Linked DNA regions of Capra hircus: region 1 is linked to region 2. Evidence: chromatin contacts called from public Hi-C data. All regions are on one chromosome and are shown on one strand. The core of a region is the stretch at or near the end of the contact, and the rest is flanking DNA. Distances in the headings are between cores, read along the strand shown.

What was found. Hi-C and Micro-C count contacts between places; a contact is called where the count stands out from the background.
Region 1: a contact with region 2 is called in a Hi-C map of blood, with 5 times the contacts expected there. The contact joins two enhancer-like sites. A contact is called at or near these places in 3 of 5 Hi-C or Micro-C datasets (all in blood).

What each region holds. Positions count from the first base shown.
Region 1 is chr6:58,556,861-58,561,415 of ARS1.2, reverse strand. No RefSeq gene overlaps it. Among named protein-coding and RNA genes, the nearest start is that of TLR10, 43 kb to the left of the region's middle. Within about 2 kb of position 1,990, at least 3 of the 5 cell types and tissues checked have an H3K27ac peak or open chromatin away from gene starts, as enhancers often do.
Region 2 is chr6:58,027,843-58,032,310 of ARS1.2, reverse strand. No RefSeq gene overlaps it. Among named protein-coding and RNA genes, the nearest start is that of TBC1D1, 260 kb to the right of the region's middle. Within about 2 kb of position 2,835, at least 1 of the 5 cell types and tissues checked has an H3K27ac peak or open chromatin away from gene starts, as enhancers often do.

The DNA.
Region 1 (4,555 bases), core at 741-3,240, 530 kb before region 2:
CCAAAAGTCTGTTCTTTTACATCTGTGTCTCTATTGCTGTCTTGCATATAGGGCTGTTGTTACTGTCTTTCTAAATCCCATATATATGCTTTAATATACTATATTGGTGTTTCTCTCTCTGACTTACTTCAATCTGCATTATAGGCTCCAGTTTCATCCATTTCATTAGAACTGACTCAAATGCATTCTTTTCTATAGCTGAGTAATATTCCATTGTGTATATGTATCACAACTTCCTTATCCTTTCATCTGGGAGGCGGAGTCTTTACCACTGAGCCACCAACAGCCCTGTGTGTGTGTTTAGTCACTCAGTTGTGTCTGACTCTTTGCGACCCTATGGACTATAGCCCACCAGTCTCCTCTGTCCATGGGACTCTCCAGGTAAGAATACTAGAGTGGGTTGCCATTTTCTCCTCCAGGGGCATGGATAACCACAAACCCAGTAAACCTGCAGAAACCCCAAGCAGATAAGCCACAAAGACACTTGAGGCAGGGTTTTTTCTTACCACACTCAGCCCCAGCTCTCAGGGTGGCCTTGATCACGTGAGTCCTACCCCACTACTTTAGACTGTTAAGGTGAGGGACCATGCTGTGCAGGCTGCCTCGCCCTTGTGAAACTTGTGCCCAGGTGTTTTCTCTCTAGTGACCTTTGTCACATCCTTTGCAAGAAATTAGCTCCAAGGAACAACTACAGAAAACCAAACTTCAACCTGCACCATAAACAGAAATACCAGGAGATCAGATTTGGCAGAAGTTGTATGTTGGGGAAATAACTCTGAGAGGTCTATCCCCAAGCCAGATGCCCCCTCCACCCTCAAAATAATCTGCAGCAAAGATCAGGTGAGGGGCCTCACCTTAACTGGTGGCTTCTCATCTAGGGACAGCAACAGAGTTGGTGGCCCTGGGATGCATGTTTCTCCAACATCCAACACATTTCCCAGCTGCCCCTGAGGAGCCCTCGCAGGTTTCACGGGGACCTTCAACAGCCCCTCCAAGTCATCCTTTTCTGTGTATATCTTTGTATTAGAATTCCGATTCAAATTGAATGAGGAGGGGAAACACAGAGAGAAATCCCCGAGGCCAGCCTCCAGGGAGGTGACTGTCTAACCCAGGAGATTGCCTGGGTTCAGATTCTAGCATCTGCCTCATAGAGGCTGAGAAACCCTGGGGCAGTTTATTTACCCTTTATCTGCACCATGGTTTTCTCATTTGTGAAATGAAGATAATAAATCCACCTCCTAGGGTCATTGAGCACCTCCAGTGAGTTAAGGCAGGTAAAGATTAAACACAGTGCTTGGCGCCCAGGAAGCCCTCCATCAATCAGTCTGAGCTGCTGTAATGAAACCTAGTCATGCAGACAGCTCCGGGCAAGAAAGGGTCTTGCACTCATCCACAACTGCACATTTCACTGGGACCAGGGCAGTTTTTTCTGCTCTGAGTGACACTGGGAGACTGCCTGCCTTTCCCTCAGAACTTAACGCCCCCTCACCTCCTCCAGGCTGCAAACCCCTTCCTTCAAGTTAACTAGAGGCCACGCGGAAGTTTTCTCTCCTGAAATCAGTTCCTGAGCATTTGCTCTCATGACTAACTGGCTGGGAGCGGAGGTCAGTTGAAGTTCAAGAGGGCCTCTGTTCTGACTTTTACTGCTTATTGATTTGTGGCATTTATAAGCCTGAGCCCTGGGCCTCCAGGGCCAAGACCGCAGGCACAACAATGCCACCCTTCTCCGGTGGCCCTGTTTACCTTCCGGGAGCAGACAGGGTGTGGCCAGAACTTCTGGGGTGGTGAGAGCATAGCACAGGGTGTGGTGAGGATGCAGGGTGTGGCTGCCCAGGACAGGCCCTGGGGAAGGCAACCGGGCAAACCAGCCAGGGCAGCCCAGGTCTGAGTGTGGAGGCCCTGGGGTTACTGCTCTGCTGTGGAGCAATTGTGGGGACGCGCGTTCTCTGCTCCTCAAACATGACGACTGCAATAATAATACCTGTGCAGGTTGTTCAGTCGTGTCCTACTCCTTGTGACCCCATGGACTGTAGCCTGCCAGGCTCCTCGGTCTGCGGAATTCTCCAGGCAAGAATACTGGAGTGGGTAGCCATTCCCTTCACCAGGGGATCTTCTTGACCTACTGATCGAACCCGGGTCTCCTGCATTAAAGGTAGATTCTTTACCGTGTGAGCCATCGGGAAAGCAATAATAATGGCATCCCTTTTCTGAGTACTTCTAGCCACATGTGGCACCTGTAGCTCTCCCTTAATTAAGATTATGGGCTGTGTATGCCTCACAGAATCACTACCACTAGCTGAATGACCCTGGGGACTTGACTTACCTTTTTCTTCCACAGCGTCCTCACCTGTATGGTGGGGGGGTGGGCGTGGTTAAAGGCACTTTCCTTGAGGGTAGAGCAGGAGGTGCCCAGTTGGCATCACAGCCAAGGTGCTGGAGCCTAGTGGTCCCGGGAAGGGGCAGGTGGAATTAGATCACATGATATCGGAGGAAAGGGATTTATCTTGGTGATTTAGGATGCTGGTTCTATGTAGGAATGCAAAGTTTAGAATCCTGGAAAGAATTGACAGAGAAGGATTTAAAATAAGATTTGATATGAAAGTGCTAACCTTGATCTTGAAATAAAACAACTGGCAATGGCAGACCCTGAGTAGAGTCCTGAGCATAGAAAAACAGTATCTGACTCACGGAGATCAGTGTGAACAAAGTTGAGATCAACTACAGAAAACATTTTATGGACCATAGAAGGCTTTCAACCAAGTAAATAAAGTATGTGGGGGAAAAAAAAGCACCTTCCTTTTCAGATTGTATGAGGATCAAGTGGAAAGCCCTAGAACAGCCTCTGGCCCCAGGTAATGTTGAGCAAGCACCAGTAATCGCTAATGTAGATTTCACATGTGTGATTTCATGCCATCTCATGGCAATCCTGTGAAGTAGTGCCTTTACTGAGGAGTGGCTCAGGGCATGCAAAAAGAAGCAAGCAAAACTGGGATTTGATTCTGGGATTATCTGACTCTGAATCCCAAACTCTGGGTCCAAATTGTTGTGTCTCAGTGCTTTTTGTTTACCAACTCCACGTGAAGAGATACTGGTTGAATGCCTTACTATGAGCCAAGGTGTTGTGACCTTTTTTAATCCACTGAAAGTTCCAATAACTCAATTTATAACCACACACAGAGCTCATCCAGCTGGGGACTGTGCTGGGTCCTGGATCTATCTCTGTGAGCAGAACCTTGGTCTTGCCCGCAAAGAGCTCACAGGCCAATCTGCAAACAAAGAAGAGCCCCTACGTTGGCACATTTACACGTCTAATGACTCTTTCTGCTTGCAACTCCATCTGGACAATTTCTTTTTTATTTTTAAATATTTTTTTGACTGTGTTGAGTCTTCCTTTCTCTGCTTGGACTTTTCTCTAGTTGTGGCTATTAGGGGCTACTGGACTTCCATGGTGGCTCAGATGATAAAGCGTCTGCCTACAATGCAGGAGACCTGGGTTCAATCCCTGGGTTGGGATGAACTCTGGAGACGGTAATGGCAACCCATGCCAGTTTTCTTGCCTGGAAAATCCCATGGATGGAAGAACCTGGTAGGCTGCAGTCCATGGGGTTGCGAAGAGTCAGACACTGAGCAGCTTCACTTCTCCAGTTGCAGTTCAAGGGCTTCTCATTGTGGTGGCTCCTCTTGTTGTGAAGCATAAGCCCTGCAGCTTGCAGGCTTCAGTAGTTGCAGCACGTGGGCTCAGAAGTTGCAGCTCCCAGATTCTAGAGCACAGGCTCGATAATTGTGGCGCAGGGGCCACAGGTGCGGAGGTAGCATGTGGATCTCCACATGTGAGATCTTCCCAGACCAGGGATGGAGCCCGTGTCTCCTGCACTGGCACGTAAATTCTTTACATTGAGCCACCAAGGAAGCCCCGGACGATTTCTTGAGCTCCCTTAATCTCTTTGGAGGGCCTTAACTAAACCATTAACCCGTACTTTGCATGAAATTCCCATTTCTAGGTTGAGGTTTTAAATGGACTGTTAAATAGGAAATGGAAGGAAATTAGAAGAGATATTGGTCACCTATTCCTCAGTCTTCAGTTTATCCTTGAAAGACTAGGAAGATTTGATAAGGTCTTGAGCAAAGGAAAGACCACTGTAGGGTACACATACCTCTGGACACGAGTCTTCTCTAAGTTGTGGGCTTGCTTCCAGATCGTGGAAACGAGGTCAGGAAATGTCACTCACTGAGAAATTAGGTAGAAAGTCATTGATGAGATGGAGTATCTGCAAGTGTTCCCCACTCCACAAGATGTGCTGCAGGGGGAGACTTGAAACACCAAGATCAAACCCTTGCCTTTATGAAACAGATATTTACGGAATACTCTACAGGCACTATGTGAAACAGTGGGGATTTAAGGATGAAGCAAACCCCCAACCCTGCACCCTAGGTGCCGTAGAGTGCTACCTGGAACTGGATGTAAACAAGAAAGGTATAACCTAATCAACTGAATTAATCTGAGTGGTTAAAGCCTTAATGTGACAATAAAAATACACAGCCAGCATGGTGTCCT
Region 2 (4,468 bases), core at 1,586-4,085:
GAAGATTCTGCCACTAGAGAACTCTGTGGCTCAGCCACTCACTTCAAAACCTAACAAACCTTTGGCTAGCCTGCCAAAGGAAAAATGAAATGAAATGAAAATGAGGCTATTACAATCAACCTTGTGAGCATGTGGGCTAAGTCACTTCAGTCGTGTCCAATATCTTGCAACCCTATGGACTGTAGCCTGCCAGGCTCCCCTGTCCATGGGATTCTCTGGGCAAGAATACTGGAGTGAGTGGCCATACCCTCCTCTAGGGGATCTTCCCAACCCAGGGGCTTAACCTGCATTTCTTATGTTTCCTGCATAAGAAATGAACCTTAGCCAGGTTCTTTACTGCTAAGCCACCAGGGAAGCCCACAATTGACCTTACAGAAATAAAAGGATTAGAATACTGTGAATAACTGCATGCCAACAAATTAGATAACCTAGATGAAATGGCAGGTTCTCAGAAACACAATGCACAAATTGCTTGAAGAAACTCAAGAAGAAATTAAAAAACCACAACAGACATCTAACAAGTAAAGAGATTAAATCAGTAATCAGAAAAATTCTAAACACAAAAAGACCAGGCCCAGATATATTCACATATGAATTCTACTAAACAGTTGAATAAAAATGAACACTATTCCTTCTCAAATTTTTTCAAAAAATAGAAGAGGAGGAAATACTTTCCAGCTCATTGATTCTACGAAGCCAGATAGATACCAAATTTATTACTCTTATACCAAAATTCTTGGCTCATTTCTTTCAAAAGTCTACCCTCCTTGACTCTTCTATACACACACACACACAGAGGCACTTACTCCCTCTTCCCAATTTGTTTTTTTTTTTACATAGGACTTATAATGGTTGATATATATTTATTCACTTATTTATTTACTGACTCTCTTGTCTAATATGATGTAAGCTTCATCAAAGCAGAGAATTGGGGGTTTTTCCCACTGTTGAATTCTCCATACTTAGGATAGTGCTAACCACTTAATAGTTGCTCATAAAAATGAACTGAATGAATAAATAAATTGCCTAATCATTCTTTCACAGTGAAACAATAGAGGGAAAACTAGTGAAGGATTATAGAATTCCAGGACCCAGTTGATGAGAAGAAAATAAGCCTTCAAAGGCAGATAACCCAGAAAGTATTGTGTCAGGAAAACAAAGAGAAATGAGATTTCTGAAAAGCAGCGATGGTCAACAGTGTCAGTTTGTGCTGAGAAATCAAATACAACAGGACAGAAGTGTCCACTGGGTTGAGCTGTGTGATGAGCCCTGGCCACTTATGACAGTCAAAAGCCAGGCTGCTTTGAAGGGTGGATGAGGGGAGGTGGTATATTCTAACAACATATTAAAACGTTCTCCTACAAAGAAGAAGGTACAGAGATAGGGAAGCTACTGGAAGAGGGTAAGACAATGGAGGATGTTGTGTTTAAGCAGGAAAGACCTTACGTCAAAAAGCCAACAGAAGGAACCAAATTGAGAAAAAAGAAGTTGAATATGGAGAAGAGGCAAGGTTCCCAGGAGAGTCATAGGACCCAGATCAGAGGACTTGCCTAACAAAGGGCAACATCTCCTACACCTCAGACTGCGGACGAACAAAGACTGCAGGAAATCCAGCCCTGGAGAGCCGATGTGCCTCACCCATGCTCCCAGCCAGGATCCAGGGCTCCTGACACCCAGTTCAGTGCTCTGTTTTCAATAGAGTGTTTCTCTCTTGCTCAAGTTAAGGTGATCAAGGGGCAGTGCAGAGGGGAGAGGAATAGAAACCGAAGATGATGAGTAGAAAATGCCCACTGTAATAGCCTTTAGCATTGAAGACTGTTGGAGACAAGGTGCTCCTGTCCCTGTGGTGGGTGCCCCCTTAGCACAACGGCCCTCCTGTAGCCCTCACTCACTCCTCCCCAGGAGGTGGAGTGACTTCCCTGATTGGTGAGCCTGCAGGGAGAAACTGAGCCTGAGGGCCTGGCCCCTACCTAACTCTTCTTCCTTTTAGGAAATAGCAGAAAAGACATGCTCTGGATGGCTTTCCATCCCACGGGAAGCAGAGATGGAAATCTTCTCTCACCCTTACCCTATGCAGAGGCCAGCGGTGGTCCAGCTCTGCCTGTGGCCAGATGGGCAGTCCTGCCAATATTTGGCCCCGCAGATCTATTCTGCCTTCTCCCATGTCAGCTTTGTCAGTCAGAAAGATGATAGTTTGGTCTCCATCTGCCTTTCTCCTTTGTCTTTTTTTCTTCAGTGAGTTTAGCAAAAGATGAAGAAGAAGGAGGCTAATGACTCCAACAGAAATTATACTACTAATGTCGGCTTATGAAGCAATCATTATTTTCATGGTATTATTGTTGTTGCTTAGTTGCTAAGTTGTGTCCCACTATTTGCAACCCCATGGACTGCAGCATGCCAGGCTTCCCTGTCCTTCACTGTCTCCTGGAGCTTGTTCAAACTCATGTCCATTGAGTCAGTGATGCCATCCAACTATCTCATCCTTTGTCACCTCCTTCTCCCCCTTCCCTCAGTCTTTCCCAGTATCGGGGTCTTTTCCAGTGAGTCGGCTGTTCACATCAGATGGCCAAAGTTTTGGAGCTTCAGCATCAGTCCTTCCAATGAATATTCAGGGTTGATTTCCTTTAGGATTGACTGGTTTGATCATGCTGTCCAAAGGACTCTCAAGAGTCTTTTCCAGCAAAAATGATTCAAAGATAAAAAAAAAAACAAAACATAAAACACAATAGGAATATTTTCTGGTGTAATGAAAACAATGAATATGCATTCTTGTTGGAGAAGATCATACATAGTGTAGAATGAAAGCCTGATTCCTTTCATGAATGTGGAAAACCCCAAGGACCTGCTTTCTTAATTCAGTTGGATCAGAGAAATCATGGCTGATAACTTTTCAACTCTGTCCAGGGTTCCACTATTTTCCATCTGGAAACAGCCATGGCCACATCCACAATTTCAAAATTGGGAAAATGACCCAGATTCATCACTGCATTTGAAGAAGCCGCAGAGCAATAACCATGTTACGAGGGCCAGAGAGAAATCTGCCAACGTACATTCTTTGCTGATGAGAAAAATGCATCAGCGACTGTAAAACTCGATGTTGGCACCATATTTAGCCATGGATCCAACCTTCAACTCCCTTCTCTCCAGCTTTTCCAGTGCCAAACACTTGATCCTAATCATCATTTCAGAAACAGTCACTCTCACCTTCTCCAATGACTTCAGTCTCCATATTTCAAATTGAAAAATACTGACCTTGACTGTACAACATCTCTCTGCTGCTCCTAAATGGCTATTTGGAAATTTACCAAATAATCTTAAGCCTATCAGTGAAGACAAAGATTATCAGTGAAATCCCTCTTGCAATTTTGTTTGCAAACTATCTTAAGAAACGAAGGAGCTGGGAATTGCTCAAAGACTTTATGGCACATTGGAATACATGGGGGTCAGAAGTCCAGGGTGGAAAAATAGAAGAAACCCTGCAAAACTCAGAGCAGGCCTGTGTAGTCCTATACCACCCAGGTCCCATGAAGGATGGTTCCCCCAACCTCGCAGCCATTGCTCAAAGTTCCCAGAGAATCTGGCCCCCTCAGTTTCCAAGCAGCCAACAATCTTCCACCACCACATACTTGAAAAAAACAGTCCATGGCAGGAGAGTCCCTAGAAGGAAGAAGGAGTGCTATTAGAACGGTGGGATTGGAACTTCCCTGGTGGTCCCGTGGCTAAGACTCCTTGATGTCAATGCAGAGGGCCTGGGTTTGATCCTACATGCCACAATGAAGATAAAAGATTCCAGGTACTGCAACTGAGACTCAGTGCAGCCAAATAAATAAATATTTTTAAAATGGTGGGATTGGGTGTCAGGGGTTGGCAGGGGGTGGTGCACCAATCTGGGGAAGTGCCCCCCATACTTGGGCCCCGATGGGGAATCCTATAGCAATTGAGTGGCTTAATTTATTACTAAACCAAAGTGGAATCCACTTGTCTATGCACCGTAAAGCCAGTCTACTGACACCAGGTTGTGGTGAAGGAAAGCGCAACTTTTGTTATAGGAGACCAAGCAAGGAATTCAGGACAGCTAGTGCTGAAAACACCCAACTCCCCAGTGGGTTTCAGCCAAGCATTTTTTAAAGGCCAGCCGAGGGAGGAGAGACCCAGGGTATGCAGTCAGCTCGTGCACAGTTCTGACTGGTTGATGGTATGGTAATGAAGCAGTGTCACAGGGATTAACGTTGTCACTTCTTAGGCACTTGTAGGCTTGGGGTCCATGTGCTTACGTTCGATTATCAAGTAGGTCAGTTCAGTTCAGTCACTCAGTCATGTCCAACTGTTTGCAGCCCCATGGACTGCAGCATGCCAGGCTTCCCTGTCCATCACCAACTCCCAGAGCTTGGTTAAACTCATGTCCATTGAGTTGGTGATGCCATCCCACCATCTCATCTTGCAGCTGATTTTCACATCTGTAAAACAA